Regions from separate parts of the Ovis aries genome. Here region 1 is linked to region 2. A link is a contact called in public Hi-C data. All regions are on one chromosome and are shown on one strand. Each heading gives the region's core, a stretch centred on a gene start, on an enhancer-like site or on the middle of the called end of the contact. The rest is flanking DNA. Distances are from core to core; before and after follow the strand shown.

What was found. A called contact is a pair of places that touch in the nucleus more often than the background predicts.
Region 1: a contact with region 2 is called in a Hi-C map of liver, with 4 times the contacts expected there. The contact joins two enhancer-like sites. A contact is called at or near these places in 4 of 16 Hi-C or Micro-C datasets (liver, mesenteric adipose tissue, skin fibroblasts and 1 more).

The regions. Positions count from the first base shown.
Region 1 is chr4:96,467,640-96,472,677 of ARS-UI_Ramb_v3.0, forward strand. All of the region lies in intron 2 of LOC106991099 (a long non-coding RNA gene), which reads right to left. Among named protein-coding and RNA genes, the nearest start is that of MKLN1, 41 kb to the right of the region's middle. Within about 2 kb of position 2,387, at least 8 of the 54 cell types and tissues checked have an H3K27ac peak or open chromatin away from gene starts, as enhancers often do. A contact at or near this core is called in liver, where this site is marked.
Region 2 is chr4:96,293,982-96,298,972 of ARS-UI_Ramb_v3.0, forward strand. It overlaps LOC106991099 (a long non-coding RNA gene), which reads right to left. Exons shown (of 12, transcript XR_009600443.1): 10 at 2,725-2,804; 11 at 1-1,758. Among named protein-coding and RNA genes, the nearest start is that of MIR29A, 5.4 kb to the left of the region's middle. Within about 2 kb of position 3,315, at least 12 of the 54 cell types and tissues checked have an H3K27ac peak or open chromatin away from gene starts, as enhancers often do. A contact at or near this core is called in liver, where this site is marked.

The DNA of each region.
Region 1 (5,038 bases), core at 1,137-3,636, 170 kb after region 2:
AGAGTTAATAATAACGTACCACACACTTAAAATTTTAAGACGGAAGATCTCATGTGTTTTTCAGCACAACTAAGAAAAAAATGTTTGAAATCATGTAAGTAATACTATATACATATATGTGTGTGTGTACATATTTATATATTCAATGTATGCATGCATGCTCAGTCACTTCAGTCGTGTCTCACTCTTTGTGACCCTACTGACTGTCCTCCGCCCGAGGGATTCTCTAGGCAAGAATACTAGAGTAGGTTGCTATGCCTTCCTCTAGGGCATCGTCCCAACACAAGGATTGAACCCACATCTGAGTCTCCTGCATTACAAGCGGATTCTTTACCCATTGAGCCACCTGGGAAACCCCATACATATGTATGTATGAATATGTATGTATACAGTTGTATACAAAGGCAGTAACAGCATAAAATACTCTTGTGTGGAGTAGTAAACACTAAATTCAAGACAGAGGTTTCAAACTAGTAAGGAGGAAGAAAGGAGAACGGGGCCAAAAATGCTAAACAGGAAGTTTCTATTTTCCCTGTGATATTTTATTACTTAAAAAAAAATATTTTAAAACTGATAATATTTAAACAAATATTTTAAAATGTATAGTATTTGATAATTTATTTTTACTTTCAATTTTTCTGTATGTTTGAAATATATTACAGAAACAAATTTTTTAGAACCTAGTAAATACTAAGAATATTTTCTTCCTTTTTAAGAAATGGGTATAGTTCATCTTCTCTAATAACAAAAGATTCCATGGGGGGAGGATGGGCCTGAAATTATATCAAAATTGAGTTTGTGTGTGTGTTCACTCTTCTCAGAAAAGAAGCCACAAATTTCATCAAAGGGGCCTGTGACTCAGAATGTTGAGAACCAGGAACATAACTGCTGATATCTGCCATTTTTCAGCAGGCAGCAATGAAACATAACCCCTGGGTACTTACCTGAAAGAAAAATGAAAATGCCAACTTGGAAAGTGAACATTCCTGTGTTCACTGCAGTATTATTTATAACAGCCAAGACATGAAAACAAACTAAGTATATAATCACAAATAAATAGAGAAAATGTAGCATATACACAGTGTAATTTTATTTAGTCATAAAAAAGAATGAAATTTTGCCATTTTTGACAACATGGATGGACCTCGAGGGCACTGTGACCAGTGAAACAAGTGAAGTGAGACAGAGTGAAACAAATACTGTGTGACTGCACTTATATGTGGAATCTAAAAAAAAGGCAACAGCAAACACCAAGCTCACAGTACAGAGAACAGATTGGTGGCTGCCAGAGGTGGGGGGGTGGGGTGGGGGTGGATGGGTGGGCAAAACGAGTAAAGAAAGCCAAAAGGTGCAAACTTTCCAGTTATGAAAGCCCTGGGGATGGAGTGTATAGCAGACAACCATCGCTAACAATACTGCATTGCATATCTGAAAATTGCTAAGAGAGTTGATCTTAAAAGTTCTCATCACAAGAAAAAAAACTGTAAATATATATATGTTGACAGATATTATCTAATCATGTGATCACTTCCCAATATATACAAATATTGAATCATTACGTTGTACACCTGAAATTAGTATCTGTCGACTATACCTCAAAAGAAAGAACCAAATCTGAGTTTGAATCAAGCAATATGTTTCTAACCTTTTTCTTAGTTCTGATTTTGTTTATATGCTTTTACTTTCTGTATGTTTGCTGCAGAGTTGCCTCAACTCTGAAACTCTCTCTGAAAAAAAGGGCAAGCTATCAATTAAAAAAATAAGAAACACCCTTTAAGAAGTCCCACCAAATGAATGTAAAAACATACAAAATAAGAAGAATCATTTGGAACAAACACTGACACAGCAGCCTTGGATCAGGTGTCAAGACAAACGGTTCCATTTACCGACTTTAGCAGGAAGGCTTCACAGAGGGCAGGTTGTGTCCGGGATCTCACCTTTTGACCACAAAAAATCAAATGTTATTAAGGAATATGACAGTCACAGGAACAGGTCAGAAACTGGGGGTGGCAAGTATATTGTTGAGAAAAACTTCCCCCAGATGATTCCTACCTTTTCCAACATCCCACCACTAAAGCCCCCAGTCCCCACTACAGTTGAGATCACTGAGTTGAATTTATTCTTTTAAATTATTCAATGTTTGACAAATAAGTTTATTGAGCACTTACTCTATCACTGTCAGGAAGGGAGTATTTTTGTACTTCTGTACAGTTAGAGCTTTCTGGGAAAATTTACTGAGACCTGGGTTAAAGGACAAGGCTTAAAACTTAAAAAAAAAAAAAAAGACTGAAGAGATAGTAAAAGATTGGTTTCCCCTGACGTATGTGTTTACATTTCAGAAGGATGATGAAACTGGGGTCATGGAGACATTCCAGAGTTACAGACTCAGAGTCTCTTGTCTAAGGTTACTGACGTCAGTAATAATCTGTCCTGGCCTCAGAAACCCCATGTCTACTTTCAAGATAACATGAACAAATATAGATATTAAAAACTTATCAGTCACCAGGCTAGTTCCTAAGGACATAACCATGAATAAGAGTAAGTTCGGAGTACGTGGTCAACCATGGTACCAACAATGCTCCATCACCACGTGATACACCAAGTTCTTGACAGGAGATGTAAGAGGAGCTCTGAGACATTGGAGAATCTAAACTGAGACTGGAGGGGGAAGAGTTAGCCTGTCTGCAAGTAAGGGAAAATCCCTAGACAGCCAAGCTTCATTATCCTCACGGAAGAAATCCCCAAAATGGGTGCCTCAGTCTTGCTAACCAGGGCACAAGTCCCACGAGCTTTTTTCTCCTCTACCATCCTTGGTGTGGCGACTGGTGCTTGGACTAGCTTCTTTCGCGCTCCACCCACAGGAGGCAGCACTGCCTTGCAACCCTTTTTCCTCAGGAAAGAAAACCTTTCTCTAGACACTGCCCCACTTCTGTCTCAGGGGCCAGAACTGGGTCACATGCTCCTGGCTCAAACTAATCAACTGGCAAGGATGGAAGCTTCATGAGGCTGGAGGCTGGGGTCTCAGCCTACCTCCTCCCAAAGCATATGCAGACAAGAATGTTCTGTTAGAAAAGAAAACTGGGATTCTGTTGGAAAAGGCCTGGTGAAAGGTCAGGGGGGAAGCTGCCAGTAGAATGTGCTATAGTCATTAAGGTTAATATTTCCCTTTTGAGAATACTGTATTTAGCATTAAACCGGAAATGCAAAGAAATAAAAGACCACCTTATCCCTAACCAACAGCACACATGTATTGAAATTTTTTTATTTTAGTAGAGAAAAGCTAAAAATAAGTGAAATTAATATAGTGTGAATGAAGTGCCACAAAGGTTGGGAGACTACAGAATAACAGAGATTAGAATTTGAAATACCAGAGGCAGCTCTGAAAGAAGAGAATTATGAAATGATGGAGAGGGTGATAATGTTTAAAGGCACAAGCGTAAAACTTTAGGGGTGATTAGGTGTGTCTCTTTAGCTGTAAGAGAGCCACTATGGAGAATCCTGAAAAAATGCACAGCAAATACAAAGCCCATGAGAGCAGAACCCCCGAGTGTCTGTACTACTGTATAAAGGCACTCAAGACACATCTGTTGAATGAGTGAATGAACAGACAGACTTGGATTTGAAACACTATTTGAAACTACCGAAGGTTTCTAGTCAGAGGACACATGTGATTGAAACTATTTCTGATAAAAACTCTAGTTTTCCATAAATAGAATGGACTGGAAGAAAAGGGGAAAAAAGGTTATGGTCAATTAGGAAGCTACTGAAATCCTCCAAGACAAAGGTGGGCAGGGGCTGGATCCAAACTAAAAACCAGAAGTACAATTTTAAAAAGTTCATTTGTAAGAATATACACTTTGCTTATTTTATTTACAATGTCACAAGCATATAAAGAAGTAGCGTTGCATACTTTCAACTCATTTATTCCTGCCTGATGAAAACTAGGATGACTATCTTGTTTATCTAATCCTCCACTGGGCTTTTTACGCTAGGTCTCTCTTTCAGCTCCAACAGGAATGAAGCATACATAACCTGAGTCCTTCAGAATCACGGTCTCTGTGGCCTCCTAGTGCTGGCCGTCGAGAATGACAGTTTCTGCACCAAATTTTCTGTGAAAACAAGTTAGGTTCACTCTGTACTCCAGGTTTTCTTCTATACATATATAAGGTATTGATAATTATGGCATCCCTCCAAAGAACATCTTAGACACTACTCACAAGCATACCAGGTCTAAACAAAATACCAGGAAGTAAACAAAATATCCGAGAAGCTAAGTCACTGGAACATTTATGCTTATGTCTCCAACATTACTTTCTATAAGTCTCTGAGAAGCTACTGTCAAGAGTTTCTTCTGTTTTATTTTTGCTGCAAACAAAATTTTAATTAATCTCTGTCCATATCTTCTATGCAATTTATTTCACCCTAGCAACTTTATTTACCCACTCTGCTTCCATTGACTATTCACTATAAAAGATAACTCCATGCTTCCATCTGTCAAAAGACTCAAGTAAATTTCCCAAATCAAAGGTTCTCTGATCTTCTGATTGGACTGAGAGTACTGCGAGCTTATTAGGTACACTTAACACAGCTTTTGCTGATGAGCAGTCCTGGCCACACACAAACGTCGCTCCGCTTTCAGCCAGACCCTGAGTCCCATGGCCACTCTGGGTGGCAGCAGAGACCCTCCAGCTACCCAAGAAAAGACCAATAGGTCTGAAAGGAGGGCTATATACTGATGGGCAGTGCTGTCCACTGAGGATGTGATCAGCATCAAACATCCAGATGTCTGTTTCATGCAACTAAAAGGTTTTAGAGATACAAGTAGCATAAATCTTCATGTCATCTGGACCTCTCATACCATAAATGAGAAAATATTTTAGCAGGAGAATTAAACAACTGGGTCAAGGCCATGTATCCTAACTATATTTAGATATCTGAGGCAGAGATTAGGCAGGAGCAAGTGACAAATACATAAAACCTGAGCAATGTCTCCTCTCAAAAAAAAAAAGTTACTAACACTGGGGAAAACAAAAAGCTG
Region 2 (4,991 bases), core at 2,065-4,564:
AACCGAGGTACTTAGTTGGTGACTGTAAAATGACTTAAGCCAAAATACAGTGAACTAGAGATCTTGAGTGAGTAATCTTCTAAAGCAAGAGGTTGGTTTTCTTCAAAGAGGTCTGTAGGCAGGCTGGCTATTGAATTAACACAGAGGGGAAAAAAATCGCATTGTTTACTAGTAAGCGAAAAACAAAGTTGATAAGTTAACAGGCACTTGTTCATTCTCTTTCCAGGAAAACAAGACGACAGCGCGTGGTATCTGCTTACTTTGATGAGTGTTTCAGTGACAGTCAACTGCAGAGAAAGACTTTGCTCAGTAAACATCAACATGTTTCCACTCCTCCCCATCCTCCCACCTCCAACAATCCATCTGATTGTTCTGTATTTCCAGGCCAGGAGAGGGCAGGGCTGAGTTTCTGTAACTCAGGGTGTTTCTATTTGACCCCTTGACAGTGCCAAGGTATTGCATCATTTGAAAAGAATGTTATTTTTTTTTTTAACAAATCTTTCTTCCACACAGGATACACACTTAACACTGTTAAACTCTCCATCTCTAGGAGCCAAGTAACCACCTTTCAAGAACAAAATCCTTCCTTAGTGTCTCTCAGCCCAGGGGCCACAAGGATGTGTTTCTGTTTCAAAATCCCACCTGCGATTCTTTACCTTCATACTGTTTTTGAACAGGTTGCCCTTCTCTGTATTTTTTCTTCCAGATCTGATAGGAAAGTTAGAGCCAGAAATGTGAACCGGGGAGCCACACCGGTAACTCCTGTGTGGCAAAAGCAGAACAGCGGAAACATGTTGTCTTCCTCGAAGTGAAATGCTAGTTGGTTCTTGCACGAGCTAACCAGATTAAGATAATGTCCCTTGGGGCCTGAGGATTTCACAAGGAGATGGTATCTGACTATGACACTTCTTTGAGAAGGTAGCTTCAAAATGTTAACAGACGTCAGCATATGAGAGTCCTGGCCTGAATATTTAGGACTAAAGTTACAACTCTTTTATCGGTTGGAAGGTGCTGGATCCTACGGTGGGAGGTGGTTTTCTATTGACTTACGTGCCTTTAATGAGTATTTTCTTACAGGAAATGGATGAATAAGAGTCACAGAATCTGGCGCTGGGCTGTGCTATCGACTAGCTGTGGGATCTTGGGCCATCATTTAATTTTGCTGGGCCTTCTTATGCCGATCTAGAGAATGGAGTTACAGATTCCGGTCCTGCAGTGGTTCTTAAAGGCATCAGGATTTCAGTATGAGGAAACATCTGTAATTTTTAAAGCACTGCACTCAAACGTTGTTTTCTTAGATGGGTTGGGACACTGTAGTGCCTTTGTAGGGGGAAGGCCAACATGAACTGAAAAGTGGATGGAAAGGTTCTCTGGATAATAGCTTCCACTTTTGGAAGACTTACTCTGGGCCAAACACGGTGCTACATGCTTTCTACGCATTTTCGCATGTTCATCCGCCTACAAGGCTGTGGAATTATTTCCAGTTTCCAGGTACAAGAACAGAGATTTAGTGAGGGTGCAGGACTCGCTCTGGTCAAAAAGCTTAGGACTGACAAGACGAGGGATCAGACTCCCTTGCTTGATTCCAGGCCCAGGCTCTTAGTCATCCTTCTTTGCTGCTCGGATACTGTAGCAGCCAATCTTCACATGGCCGTGTGGGTCTCTGAACACAAACTGGCTCTGTGCTGCAGGTCCTCACCAGTAGGCACATACACACATCACTGGAACCAGCCTTGGCCCTATTACCAGAAGTGGCACCTGACGACAAAGAGGAAGGCGAATACTCAGAAATTGGTAGGTTGGCCCAGGGCCCTCAGCTACACTCTGACTTGCAGTGTGACCTTAAACTTGTTAGGTCTTCTCTAAAGCTTTGTTCTCCCACTAATCTTAAGGAAGCTCCAGGCTTTTTTAAGTCCAGCAGCCCCTTCCCACAGGGGGTTATGGCAGCGCTGAAACACTTGTCTCCAGATCAGCCCCACTGCTCATCCTCCAAAGCTGCCTGTTTCTGTGGGGCATTTGGTGGGCTGGTGCAGCGCAGCCTTGTGGAGCCGAAACTCACTCCCTGCACAACCTGGGGGAAGTTACTTGACTCTCCATGCCTTGGTCTCCCCATCTGGGAAATCACACCTGTGTACTATGAGGACCCACACCACGGAAGGCCGATGTGAGGGTGCAGCCCGAGGAGAAGCAAGCAGAACTAGAAATGGCACGTGTACACATTCAGTAAGGGATGGTGACGATGATAAACAAGGGACAGGTTTTCCTTCCGCATGTTATAAGCAGAGACATGGCTATGAGATCAGCCCCGGCTGCCAAACAGAAGGGCCCCCACAGCATGGGGGCTCACCCCTGAGCTGTATGGGGCACATTTCCTCAGTCACTCTGCACAGGAGTCTGGTGAGTACTAAACCCTGAAAAGATGCCCTTGGACCTACGAATGGCATCTCCAATTGAACTGCCTGGGGTGAGCAGCTTCAATATTTTCTGCCTTCTCCTCTTCCCATTCTGAGACCCGAATATGGGATCCCATATCCTTGCTTCTAAGCAGGCGTTCATGTCATAGTCTTTTTCTGATAGTAAATCGGAAGTTGAGTGTTTCAGAGAAAAGAAACAGAGAAGGAACACTGATGACCATTTAAAAAACTTTACTGGGGGGGATCCTCCAGGAACAAAATAGTACAAAGCTCCCTTGAGACTGATTTAGGAGCAAGAGCCTCTACTTACATTAGGTGTCACAGCAGTCTGTTGAGGAGAAGTTCCAGGCACGGAAATCCTCAGGGAGCGTTTGTTCAGAACAGCAGCACCTAGAATTTAAATGACACTATGAGCCCTTAGGGAACATCCCAGAGCCACAGAGGAAGACGGGGAGTAAGGAGCACCTTCTGCATCCTGCTTAATTAAGACATGCAGTTTGAGAGGGTTCTGTCCACCCCAGTGGCACACACCACCTCTCTGTGTGTGGAGTTGGTGTGGCCGATGCTAAGGAGACTGTCCGCAGACGCAGGGCTGTGCATTTCGCCGCCCATCAAGGTGTGTTCAGGTAGATGTCTTATGAAATAAAACACTGTAGTGACCCTCTACCTCTAATCACGAAGAAGGACAAGCAAGCAGCCTGCACAGGTGAGGTGAGGTGAGTTGAGGTGAAGTCGCTCAGTCGTGTCCGACTCCTTGCGACTCCGTGGACTGTAACCTACTAGGCTTCTCTGTCCATGGGATTCTCCCAGCAAGAGCTTCTGTTAACGTTTTCAGAACTGATTTCTGCCACTGTGGGCTGCAGCGGCACAGACTCCAGAGGGCCAGCAGAGGGCAGCACGGGTCTGCACATTTGACCTCTTCCCTGCTTGGGAAGCAGGCAGACAACCCAGAACAGGTTCCAGGGACACTGTGCCCTTTGGGGTCTAACTTGAGGGGTGGAATGCTCCTTCCACCACATCACAGGAGGAGTGGGAGCCCAGGTTCCTAAAATCTGGTGGTTTGAGGTAAGGCTTGAGTCTGCACGTGGGACCTGCCAGACTCCCCAGGGGGCTTCAGAGCAGCTTCCAGGAGAGTTCACCTAGGGAGGACCCGGCTCTCAAGCCTTCACGTTTCAGCCAGTGGGAGGCTGAGTGACTCAGCAGGCCATGCCAGAAAGTCTGTCTTGGCAAGTGACCGCCTCATGACATGTCTTAAGTTAATGGCTACAACCCCTTAGAGGAGGAATGTCAACACAGTGGAGGCAGAGAGCAGCTGGCTCATCAGAGGATGGGTCAGAACCTGGTTCCTGGGAGCAACCTTTCGGCCCAGTGCTTCTGAGGGGGAGGGACTGTGCTCAGGTGCCTCATGGTGCCCTCAGAACAGGGACACACTATGTCAGGAAGATCCTTCAGAGTCGGGGTTGAATCCAAAAGGATCTTGACCAGTAAGAGAAACAGTTGAGAGAAAGCAATAGGTATAGAGATATAGATGAATTATAGATATTTTAAGTGAAATATAGAGATATTTTCTGTTGTGCTTACAACAGAAAAGCCAATCTAAAAAGAAGTCATGGAAATGGAGAACACGTGGGAAGATTTATCAGGGTGAACACCAAATTCTGGCCACCACGGAGTCACACACGTTTCTGGGACAGTTAAATACCATGTGTGATAGCGGCTTCCGAAATTGCCTGCTCATAAACACGAGGACAGGACCCAAGTCAGAGAGGAGCTCTTTCCCTTTGTGATGGTTAACGGAGATATGCAGACTGTTAACTGGGGGCTTTCCAGTATCTGGGAGAAGTGTTTCGAGTAGTTCATTTTAGGTGCTGGGAAGTGCTTCAGCCAACCTCTTCCTGCAAGAGCTGGAGATAAAGCCTCATTCTGAAGATGCTTCTCCCACCCTGGAGGTCACTCCTCTGAGGACCTTGGGAGCACTCTGTGCCCAGTGCCTGCAGCCTCATAAGACTTAGACGTGTGGGCATCATCTGTGGGTGGGGACACCAGAGCACGAAAAGAATTTAGTCAAGAAGACCATATAAGTTGGTACCAAGGTTTTCAACCATGAGAATGTAAGTGTGCCAGAGGCATTTTCCACTGACATCTCCACCCTCTGCCTCTCATAGCGCAGGAGGATGGTGCCTCCTACCAGCTGCTCTCATCTAAGCACAAGGCTGAGGCTGGTCCCCAGCCCATCACCAAGGGCACAGCTTACTTCACTCTTGGGATTCCTGCTGCTTTCCTAGAATGGGGGGAGGGGGTCAGGTCAGCCTACACTTTCCACTGACAGCCCTCTGCCACAGAGGCCCCGTGGTCTTAGGTCGTTCTCTTGAACCTTGAAGGTGTTAGAAGCTGGTCCTGGTCAGTCCCTGCCCAGAATCAGTCTACCAGTATCTGTTCCTTGTCTTGGCCTTTCCTCGTGAGCATTAGCTCATCTGAGTGAGTACTGCTGTTCTGGCTTTTCCATCTCAAGTGCCATCGAGCAACCTCCCATTTAATGGTCCATTGAAACTGGGAACAGAGAGACAAAAGTATAAG